2 separate regions of the Rattus norvegicus genome follow, and region 1 is linked to region 2. A link is a contact called in public Hi-C data. All regions are on one chromosome and are shown on one strand. The core of a region is the stretch at or near the end of the contact, and the rest is flanking DNA. Distances in the headings are between cores, read along the strand shown. Region 1 holds the start of Mthfs (methenyltetrahydrofolate synthetase). Region 2 holds the start of Zfp949 (zinc finger protein 949).

What was found. A called contact is a pair of places that touch in the nucleus more often than the background predicts.
Region 1: a contact with region 2 is called in a Hi-C map of liver, with 3 times the contacts expected there. The contact joins the promoter of Mthfs here to the promoter of Zfp949 in region 2. A contact is called at or near these places in 3 of 12 Hi-C or Micro-C datasets (the A7r5 cell line and liver).

Annotation. Positions count from the first base shown.
Region 1 is chr8:98,607,524-98,613,584 of GRCr8, forward strand. Mthfs (methenyltetrahydrofolate synthetase) reads left to right here and starts at 1,896. Exons shown (of 3, transcript NM_001009349.1): 1 at 1,896-2,018; 2 at 5,830-6,061. The coding sequence starts at 1,902. It also overlaps a transcript of RGD1560775 not described here.
Region 2 is chr8:98,398,249-98,404,217 of GRCr8, forward strand. It overlaps Zfp949 (zinc finger protein 949), which reads left to right and starts at 4,598. Exons shown (of 6, transcript NM_001134531.1): 1 at 4,598-5,084.

The DNA of each region.
Region 1 (6,061 bases), core at 646-3,145, 210 kb after region 2:
GGCCGGAACTTTCACCACACAGATTTTTCCTATTTTCCTGGTTGGGGATTTTTCACCTTCCTTGTTGTTTTTCCACGGCTTTTGCCTCAGGTATATAAGGAGATCTCAGTAAAGCCTTGGTGGCACTCGCTGAAAACGGGTGACCGGTGTATGTATTTTCTTTCAATTCCGCAGACCTACGCCCGATATTCACACACTGGCGGTGCAGGCACCGACAAGATTGCATGCAGTTATAGGTACAAATATATATGCTTGAAGGAAATGTACGTATGGAACTCATATTTTTTTCAAAGATTGTGAGGAGAATACTTTCCTCCATGCCAAGCTGGACAAAGCTATCATTATTTTTGCAGCCATGGTGACGGAGGCAAGAGCCTCGTACATGCTAGGCAGGCAATTTGCCCCTGGATTATGCTGTCAGGCTACTTATTTATTGTTGAAGGGATGTCTATGAGAAGGAGCCACACACACTAGCCATGGATATCCAGGAAAGCCTGCCTTCAGAATTTAACAGTAACAATTTATCAATGCTAACATGTACAGTTATTTTTCTGTAGTACTGATGCTAAAACCCAGGACTACATGCATGCTAGATTCTGTTTCTTCCTGCAAATTAATAGTTGAGGAATACATTGATTTATGGCAGAGATTCTCAAATATGATTATGGATAGGGATTACCTGAGGACTATGTTAAGATAGCCATTTGGACTCCTAGGTCTGAGGATGGCTCAGGATTCTCCATGTCTAATGTGCTTTCAAGGGAAACTGATTCATGGACCACATTCATGTTCAAGCATTGGTAAGTGGTTATTACATTGACACACTGACATGAATTATTAGGTCTATAGGCATAAGGATGCAATCCCGGATGTAGGTGAATTCGATGTTTGTTTTCCTGTCCATGATAAGAATTCTGGTCATCTTTGTTCTCTCTCTTCCACCTTGCTTTGTCTCTAGGCACTTAGATCTTACAGGACTGAACGACATATCCCTTTACAAGGGTGCCAGAGATCCGAACTCAGCCCCTCGAGCTTGTGTACCAAACGTTTTACCGACTAAACTATCTCCCCAGCTCTGGAAAAATTAACTCTCAAAAATCAATCCTCGGCTACTGCATGGTAACATAGGGTGGTCATATAAATCTGAGTTAGCGTTCCTCAAAATCTACTTACTTTATTCTCTGCTCCCCACTCAGTCCAACGTCCTGTTAGAGAAAGGCATTATCTGTCTCTGAACAGTAGATTCCAACAGCAGCAACAGCGGTTAAATACTTTTATAATAAGGAACAGGGTGACTGAGTCCTGAGTTCTCCAGAGAGGGGACATCCACCTCCAGAAAGGGCCTGCCAAGCAGGCCTGTTTGATATAACAGCGGCCCCCAAATCTATCAGGAATGAACCAATTGACTGAAAAAGAGAGAGGAAGGCATTTTGGGGGTAAAGGAGAGAATGTTTTATCCATTGACCAGAAGGAACCAAGAGTCTACCGGCATGATGTACCCATATCTGGCTTGCTTTGCCCTTCCGAGGCCTCTCCAGTTCTGTACTCAACAACGTGATGGCGATTAGATGAATATTGAGTCTTGGAGTTGACAGCCTTCCTTAGACCCTCTGCAGAAACACTACTACCTTTTGTGGGCTGTGGGAGAGGGTAAGCGTCCTGGGGTACACGCACAATCTCCAGCTATCAAGCACGAAAGGTCAAGGACACTACAGCACAATGTTATCTGCTGCCACACAACCCGAGTCCGCTCAGTTGCACCACAGCCGGTTTACAGAGGCAGGGGAGGGGGGGGGGGGGGGGCGTGATCAGGAGTTTGGCGTCCGGCCCCTGGAGCTCCGACCTTTGGACCCCGCGCGGCCCAGGGTGATAGGCGTGGCCGGGGCGGTGCTTGCGAGGAAATGGCGGCGGTCACCGTAAACAGCGCCAAGCGGGGCCTGCGGGCCGAGCTGAAGCAGCGCTTGCGAGCTTTGGGCGCCGAGGAACGGCTGCGCCAGTCTCACCTCCTCACACAGAAGGTGCGGGAAGATTGCCGGGAGTTAAACGCCAGGAAGGTTGAGCTCGCGTGTCTGCGCAGGCGCACCTCGCCGGGTCGCGTGCGCGTTCTGTTGGGCGCGCGCTCCGCGAGCAGGGGCGGGCTCTGTGGATAGCTCCGGAACTTCCGAGGGAGTATGTTTCCGGGCTGGTTTAATCATTCAAACCGAGTTATTTTGTTATTGCGAGGAAAGGCCTGGAAGCCAACTTTAGTAGATGTAGAGACTGTTGTGCCACGCCCACACTTTCCGGTTCTAATGTAAGCCATTCGCTTATGTTGAACACCTAGTAAACCATTTTTCTATTGTATTGGGTGATAGACATGACAAGATTGTTGCCCCTACGGATCGGAGGATCTAACAGAGGAAGGAAACAAATGAAAAATTGTAGGGCTGGGAGTATGGCTCAGTGATACAACTGTTCAAAAAATGCGCTATATTTTATTTGTCCAAACTTAGAACACACATTTGAATTTGGATCTGTTTTTTGGCAAAACTGGACTCCGAGCTTTATGGGTAGATTACTGTTCACGTGATTTAACTGCATTCACTGCACAGCCACTTATACCTTGGGTTGGTGCTTCTGAGTTCGGGTTGTTGCTTTGTTTTGTCTCCTTTCTTACTTAGTTTCTTTCTCAGCTTTTCTAGAGTATATCCTCAAAGGAATTACTTTAAAGAAAGTACCTATACAATTGGCATTATTTGTAGTTGACTAGATAAAGTTAAAGAAGGTTGTAAGTCCCTATGTGGGTGCTAGAAATTGAACCCAGGTTGTCTGCTCTTAAGCTGCTGAGCCATCTCTCTAGACCCAACTCTTAAATTTATTATACGCCAGAATATTTTCAACTCCAATTTGACTGACCCATTTATTTCAAGTTTTTATTTTATTTTTTCTCATTCTGCTCAATACCTATGGGTTCCAATCTAGAGACTAATGCTTTTATTTATGTATTATATCTTGTGGCTTAGCTATTGTTCTTTTGCTGTGAAGAGACACAATGACCAAAGCAATTTATAAAAGGAAGCATTTAATTTGGGCTTGCTTACAGTTTTAGAAGGCTGGTCTGTGATCATGGTGGGAAGCAGTCAGATAGACAGACAACAGACAGACAGCCGGCAGGCAGGCAGCAGGCAGCAGGCAGCAGGCAGGGAGGGTGCTGGAGAAGTAGCTAAGCACTTTCATCTTATGTACAAAGGAGGTAGTGAGAGACCTGGCCTGCCAGAGGCTGTGGACTTTTGGAACCTCAAAGCCTACCTTGGTGGTCTCTGTGACCACATGTCATCAGTATGAGACAAGAAGGAAGCGTGGCTCACCACTGTGACTCAGTAGCTGGTGTTGGTTCAAACTTGTAGAGTCTTAACACCAGGCAGTTTTATTTTAGGCATATTTAATTAAGCACAGCACATTTTGGGGGAAAAAAATCTCCTGATTATAATTAACTCAATCCAGTGTGAACAAAGCTTAAGCCGTAATTACATCGAAACGCCATGTGTCTTCTCCCATAGAGACGGAGGCTATAGATTAACTACATGTGACAAGCTAAGGGTCCTGGGGTGGTCTCAGTCTTACAGAGTGCCAAGGTCACCAGATCATCGACCACCTCTGCTCCCATTTGTAAAGGACACATGACGTCTCCCATAAGGATGGCTTCTATTGGCTGGGAAACAGTGCTGGAGATGAAGGTCTAGGGAGGATGACTAGGGGGACAAACATAAGAATCTGGGGGAGCCTTGTGTGACTTGGCCATGCAGATAGTTCAGAGGCCACCAGGCTATTAACTAACTTTGTTCCCAGACTCCTAGATGTAAGACAGGCTTTATATCTCTCCCTTTGAAGAGACAGCAAAACATTGACGTGTATGAGCCTCTGGTGTTCATTCTCATTCAAACCGTCACATCTTGATTACTGGCTTTCCTTTGAATCTTTCAAAAATTATTTTTAGATAACAAAAAGTCTAGATTAATCTTCTGTGTCTCTTAACTACTTTTCTTTTTTTTTTTTTTTTTCTTACTCTTTCTCCCCCACAGGACCTCCTCCTAGATTGTGTTCATTTGGCCGATCACAGTTTTAACGTCCAATGAGTATTCCTTAGGTCTCTTACTGATTCCTTTCCCTAGCAGTCTGTTAGTGTTTTATAGACTAAGTTATTGTTTTCAGTTTGTCTGAGAAAACTAATTAGAATTTAAAAATCATCTCCATTCTTTGAATTAACTGTTTGGCACTAAATCATTTTTTCCATTCTATTTTTTATGTTTACAAATCTTTGTGTTTTGTATTTTGGCTTTTCAAAATGGTTGAGAATCATTTATTGCCTATGCATATTTATGTCTTTTGTGGGTAATGAGCCTCAACTGAGGATCTCTTATTTACCAGTGGTAGAGGAAACCCCTGGCCCTTGTCTCTGTATATGTATGAATGAAAGTGTGTTAGCTACAAGCTTTTCCTGTGTTTGTGCAGATACTGTTTGGGATTCTAAGGGAAGAATGGATTCTGCCTACCTCCTGTGTCCACATATCAGTGCTGCTTTGTCTATCAATGCTGCCATCTTCCCTCTGTTGTACAGGCATTATTGTCTTCATCCTCCCTTCCTAACAGTGTGTAAATGGCTTGAGGAAGGAAGGCATATGTGGAGTCTCACACTGAATTTTAGCTGTGTGTCTTACTGTTTATTCAGCTTTTTTTTCCACTCTGCTTTAAAGAGAATGAGAAAAATACTTTCTGATAGAGTAAGTGGTGTCAAAGGCCTCAGGCCTGCTCCAAATCTGGGTTTTGCCTTTCCCTTTGCTTTCCTTACACCAACAGCTCCTGATAGCTCTACAGGGTTGACTTCCTTCCATAGCCCTGGTTTGCCATGCTTTGCTCAACTTCTCTCTTTCCTTGGTATTGGATGCAACTTGGCTTTCTTCCCTTATATCTTTCTGCCAGTCATATTTGTAAGCTGCCCTTGCTTTATCCTTCTTTTCTTAGCTTGGAGGACAGGGGAGAACAGAAAAGGAATGGACACAGAAAGTGAGTAAGGGGCCGACTTCTGAGCCTGGGTAAGTGCCTAGGGCTTCATGAGCAGAACTTAGCTCCACTGCCTGATGAAGTGATTTCCACTGAATGTGGATCCTTGCACTAGGAGCTCTTGTTACTAGGAGCTCTTTGACCCCATTTTAATGAGCTCTGTGAGCACCTAATTGAATGGAATGGCACTGGTAGAGCTGAGAGACTGTTCCCAGCATGTTCTCTGTGGGAGCTTGTGGACAGATTCAGAACCCTTCCTTTGGGATACATAAGTAGTGATTGACTCAGGACCTACCACATAGACTGAAGTGTTGAGTTGTGTGCCCCACGTATGTAGCAAAGGTTCTGCAGTAAGGTTAGGTCTCAGAGGAACTTGAATGGGTAAAATCAATGGAAGAAATGTCCAATGATCCAAGCACTGGAAATTTTGTGAGATTCAATTCCAAAGAAAAAATAACCCCCAAATCCTTGGGTAAGTCCCTGAGATGCACTGTCAGGAACTAGAAACTAGAATCGCATCTGGGAATCTGAAAATAGACAGCTTTTTCCTTCCCTTTCCTCTTAAGGAATTTCCATAGGGCCAAGGATAAGCCCAGCAGAGATAAAGGAACCAAAGGTACAAATCTTGAGGCTTGAAATTAAAGCCTTAGTTATCAGGATGTAGCACCAACTCCCTGCATCTCTTTTCTTGAAGACTGCTGAGACTAAAGGGAGAAATTAGTAAGAGAAGTTACTAGTTTATGAAGAATCCAGTCTTAAAAATTAAAATTGCCATCATTTCCCACTTAGGTGATTGCCCACAGTCAGTATCAAAATTCCAAAAGAATTTCCATCTTTCTGAGCATGCAAGATGAAATTGAGACGGAAGAAATCATCAAGGACATTTTCAAACAAGGCAAAATCTGCTTCATCCCTCGGTACCAGTTTCACAGCAATCACATGGACATGGTGAGGCTAACAGCACCTGAAGAAGTTGCTTTACTTCCCAAGACATCTTGGAATATTCATCAGCCTGGTGAGG
Region 2 (5,969 bases), core at 3,348-5,847:
GCAAAAAGAGATAGCAGTTCTTTAGAATTTTTCTCAAGTAAGATCAGAGCTGTCTGGAGATCTTTGGAGAGCAACAGTTCTTCAAGAATTTTTTCTTAACAGAATTTCTAACTCGGTCACAAGATTCAACATTCTACCACTGAGATAAATCCCTAACCCCCCAATTTTTTTTTAGTAACAGCTTTTCTGACCAAAGCCAGAAAAGCCATGAGTTATCCAGATAGCTTTTAGAATTTTTACTAGCAGAGAGATCTGTTTCAGTTTTTAGAATATCAAGAAAAAAGCTGTCTAGAGCAGCCAGGACACACACACACACACACACAGACACAGACAGACACAGACACAGACACAGACACACACACACACACACACACACAGACAGACACAGACAGAGACACACACACACACACTCAGAGAGAGAGAGAGAGAGAGAGAGAGACATACATGCATACAGAGACACAGACAGACACATACAGATAGACACACACAGAGACACACACACAGACACAGACAGACACAGACACACACACACACAGACAGACACAGACAGAGACACACACACACACTCAGAGAGAGAGAGAGACATACATACATACATGCATACAGAGACACAGACAGACACATACAGATAGACACACACAGACACACACAGACACAGACAGACACAGACACACACACACAGAGACACAGACAGACACACACAGACACACACACACAGACACAGACAGACACAGACAGAGACACACACACACAGACACAGACACAGACAGAGACACACACACACAGACACAGACAGACACAGACACACACACACACACACACTCAGAGAGAGAGAGAGAGAGAGAGAGAGACATACATACATACATACATGCATACAGAGACACAGACAGACACATACAGATAGACACACACAGAGACACACACACACACAGAGAGGGAGAGGGAGAGGGAGAGGGAGAGGGAGAGGGAGAGGGAGAGGGAGAGAGAGAGAGAGAGAGAGAGAGAGAGAGAGAGAGAGCGCAATCTAGAAAGCCATCTCAGCAGAACCTAGGCAATCAGCTTGGATCCAGGATTCGATTTCAAGTCATTCTTTTTGATGCTCCCTTTGCCACTCCAAGGCACCCCTTTTCTCAGAAGCTCTCTCCAAGCAGAGGCTGGTTCCTGGCATACCACAAGTGGAAATTTCTCTGTTTTTTAAAAATATCTTTCTTTTCAGTTTCAACATAGTTTATTTTCTTCCAGATATCTTTTCTGAAGTCATTTCAATGTATCCAACCTATATGTCTTTTACAAACTTCTTTTCAAAAAAAATTATTTATTTCATGTATGTGATTACACTGTAGCTATCTTCAGACACACCAGAAGAGGGCATCAGATCTCATTACAGATGGCTGTGAGCCACCATGTGGTTGCTGGGAATTGAACTCAGGACCTCAGGAAGAGCAGTGAGTGCTCTTAACTGCTGAGCCATCTCTCCAGTCCACATTTTTTTTTTTTGTCTTTTATTGATTATTTACTTTCTGTTTTCTTTTTTTTTTTTCTTTTTTTTTGGAGCTGGGGACCGAACCCAGGGCCTTGCGCTTGCTAGGCAAGCGCTCTACCACTGAGCTAAATCCTCAACCCCTACTTTCTGTTTTCTGAGACTGAGTTTTTCTGTGTAGCCTGGGTGTCTTAGAACTTGTTCTACAGACCAGGTTGGCCTTGAATTCAGAGATCAACCTGCCCCTGTTTTCTGAGTACTACTACTGTGTGGCTTTATTTTAAAATTTTAGACATGCTTATTTCATTATTTATTGTGTGTAAGTGTTTTGCGTGTATGCATATTTGTGTACTATATGCGTGTGATGCCTGCAGAAGTCAGAAGGTGACATTGGATTCCATGGGACTGGAGTTAAGTGTGGTTGTGAGGCACTATGCACATTATGGGAATTGAACCCCAGGTCTTTGGTGAAAGAAGTCAGTGTTCTTAATCACTACACCCTCTCTTTTGCCCCAATTATTAATCGTTTAATGTATGTGTATGTGTGATTGACATAATACTTCAGAATGGAAACCATTGGCCTTTGAAATGCAGACACCTCCTCCAGTGAGACCTCCGGGATGGAAGCTCAGGTGACTTCCGTGATGGAAGGCTTCCTCTGGTCCCGGGAATCTGTCTGTATTCACAGTAGGAAAGGAGCATCTTTGCTGGCCATCTAGGCGGTGATCCGCCTCTATTTCACTCAGATGTTTGAGCTGTTGGCGTCGTTTAAGGAGGACCATATTAGTGTGAATTATTTGTACCAACTGTTAGTGTCAGCAAGCCCCTCTGGGACTCTAACCCTTCCTTTACTTAAAAGTTCTGGTACAAATTGGCTTAGGACATTTTATGTTTGTGAAGCAATTTGATTTCAGATGGTTTCACATGCTACTGAAAAATATGTACAGACAAATGTGTACAATGAGCTTGTCACAAGAGGGCACCCCTGCCCCATTGTCTAAAGCGGATGCCACTCCGGGTATCAATTCCAGAGGAATGATCATAGAAGTGCAGTTTGGACTCAGAATGAATTTGGAGTTCAATGGACAGTTATTATCTGAAAGCATGGGGAGTTCTGTTCATGAAGATTTATTAGTATCAGTAGAGGATATTTATTTATTTAGGTTTTCGGAAACAGGTTTTCTCTGTGCAGCTCTGTTCAGTCCTGGGACTCATTGTGTACACCAGGCTGACCTTGAACTCAAGAGGTCTGCCAGCCATGCCTGGCTATAAAAAGATCTTTAAAGATTATTATACAAAATTCAAATTATTATTATTATTTTGTGGTTTATTCAAGAACTTCTTTAACTTGGAGTTAAATGGCAGAGCATGGTGGTACACACCCACACCCACCACACATCCACCACTCAGGAGGTAGAGGTCGGCAGATCTCTGTGAGTTAAAACCAGTTTGATACATATAATGTTCTAGGATACCCAAGGTTATATATAGAGACTCTGTCTCAGCCAACAGCTAAAATTAAAACTTACCATTTTGTTAATATATTCTGGGCTACAGTCACCTCAAGCTCCGTTTGAGCTCCATCCAAAAATCATTCCCATGGCTCCCTCTACAGGCCAACCTGCAGAATGGCATTTGGCTCCTTTCATGATACAAGAGGAATAAGGAATGCTCAAATAGAGGGTACAATTTCTTTATAAGACAGTCCTCAGAATGACACTTCATTACTTCATTTGTAAGTTATTAAGAGCCAGGCCTGGTGGTGTACACCTTTAATTACAGCACTTGGGAGGTAGAAGACAAGCAGTTCCCGTTAAGTTTGAGGTGGTATGTCTTTCACGCTTCAGACAGAAAAATTTTCATAGAACTTTATTGAGATGATAGTGAATTCTTAATTTCTGTTGAAAAATTAATCTTAATAATGTGTCATGTATCAAATTTGGGCAGGGAATGTTTACATTTATTTAGATTTTGTTTGACTCCTGAGTATGAGTCCCCCTCCCCCACTTTTGAGACAGGGTTTTTCTGTGTAGTTTTAGCTGTCCTGACATTCACTCTGTAGACCAGGCTGGCCTCAGACTCTGAGAGCTGCCTGTTTCTGCCTCTGTAGTGCTGGGATTAAAGGCACGTGCCACCACATTCAGTTTGAATTTGTTCATTTTTGAAGATTTTTTAAAAAAAAATTTTAATTTTAGTAAGTGAATTTTTTATTTCAAATTCCAATTATTCCTAAGCATTATTGGCAACATACAACATAACTTTGTCTCTTGTCAATCCACAGAGTTTCTTGTGGTTTCCTTTTGTTACAATGGAGGTCCAAAATGTTTGTTTCTATTTAAAAATGAACTTTGAAAATTACTGTGTGCTGTAACCAGAATGCTCACTTTGCCAATACACTAGTGAAGTAAATGGTTCATAGACTTTGGGAAACACGAAGCATTCAGCTTCCTGAGGTTCTCTGGACAGCCAGAAGAGGGTCCCAGACCTTAGTAGGCTCTGAGACCTTTGCTAACTGACTCCAGGACAGAAATACTACTCAGGCTGAAAAGCTCAGTGTGTAGACAGCACCATCTGACAAAACTATAACAAAAGCCTAATCCATCAAAGTCCGTAGCTATGGAAAAGTCTCTAAATGTACTAATCTTGCCTTGGCTTATGTAGCTCTGCTTCTGGCTAACTGTTCTTAACTGAAGTATGTCAATCCAGGACATATTTTTTGTAGGGGTTTTGTGGGGCTTCATTGGGATCCTGAACACCAAGGGTAGTTAGTTGCAGGCTGTCTAGTAAGACTTCTTATTGGCTTAAACCCATGTCTGAGGAGCCTTCTCTGGTGGCTACCCTACAACAGATATCACACCTATTTTCTATGGCTCCATGTCTCCCACAGAGACAGACATTTGGTCTGATTCTAGGATGAACAAACATACTGGAGCTTCCTTCTCAGGTTCTAAACTACTTTGGAACACTTGGGGTTCACATGAGAAAAAGGTGAAGGAATTTCACATCACGGTTATCAGATTGATACCTACAAGTTCTGAACCATGAAGTCTACTATTCCTGGTAATTCGATAGTGGACTTGGTGGGAAAATGTCCTTTTATTCTTGCCATAGTTTCCAAGAGGCTCACGGGTAATGTAGTCCCTAACGTACAAGGCCCTCCCACACAGGATCAGGTAACCGGCTCTGACAGTTGACTGGTAGGCACCTCTGTCCTGCACTCCCTTTGCAACTACCCCTTAGAAAGTCGCATCCTGGCTCTGTGCTGACACCTTAGCTCGGGCTGTGAGTTTGGTCCAGGTTTTCTGGAGGCGGGTGGGAAAAACAAAAAGAGGAGTGCGGTTTCGGAGTCCTCGGAAGCGGGACTCGTGCCCTCTAGCTCGGTTGAAGCAGAAACATAGGTGGGTCTTGGCGAAGGGACTGAGGTGCAGTTCCAGGGCGGACCGCAGCGGCTCTGGGGGAGGTGACTGTCAGAGCCATCATTCCCGGTCCGACGGTCGGCCTGGACAAGACTTTCATGGTTGCTGTATCCGAAGACTGAGCTAGGAGTGTCTGGATCTGTGGTTCCAACTGTCCAAAGGGCCATTACAGAAGCTCTGCCAAGGAGGTGAGAGTCCAAGATGGCGACTTGGGGGTGAGGGCGGTTCGTGTCCGTGGATTGTCAGGGCCGGGAGGTCTCAGTGTGAGCCCACATTCCAGCTTTTTCTAGTGAATAATCTTGTTACCTGCTTGGCATCCGGTTTTGGGCGAGTTGGGGTGGAGAAAAACCATTAATTTGAGGCCTGGGAATTTTCACTAGCATGACCCAGAAATCCCAAACAGGGAGTCTGGGAAAATTGTAAGTTGATACCACAATGCTGGAGCCTGAAAGGGGGTGGAGTGGGGTAGGAGTCTGTGACCCACGCATCTGTAAGACAGAGGGTGTTAGCTATTCTAATGAATTGGCTTGAAATTCCTAGAGAAATTCTCACATAGTGACTGTACCCTTATGTATATTGGCAATTGTATTTGTCAGTTTTCCTGTCTCTTTATTAAGTGATGTTTTTGAGTCTCCTATGAACTATGTAGCCAGTTTGATAGTGACCAGCTTGGCACTTCAGGTTTGAGCTCTTAGAACAGCGGTTCTCGTCCTGTAGGTTCTCAACCTGAAAGGGCTGGGGTGGGTGGGTAGTGTCAAAAGATCCTTTCACAGGAATCGAATATCAGATATCTTGCATATCAGAAGTTTACATTAGGATTCCTAACATTAGCAAAATTAGTTATGAGACAGCAACGAAAATAATTTTATGGTTGGGGGTTACCACAGCACGAGGAACTGTATTAAAGGGTTGCAGCATTAGGAAGGTTGAGAACCACTGTCTTAGGTTTTGTTTAGTTTTTGAAAATATCTAGTTACCAGAGATAAGACGTTATCTCAGAAGATTCTAGTACTGAAAGATAAAAGTTTTAAAGTTGCCCCCCCTAGACATAAAGTTTAGAGCAGAAAAAGAAA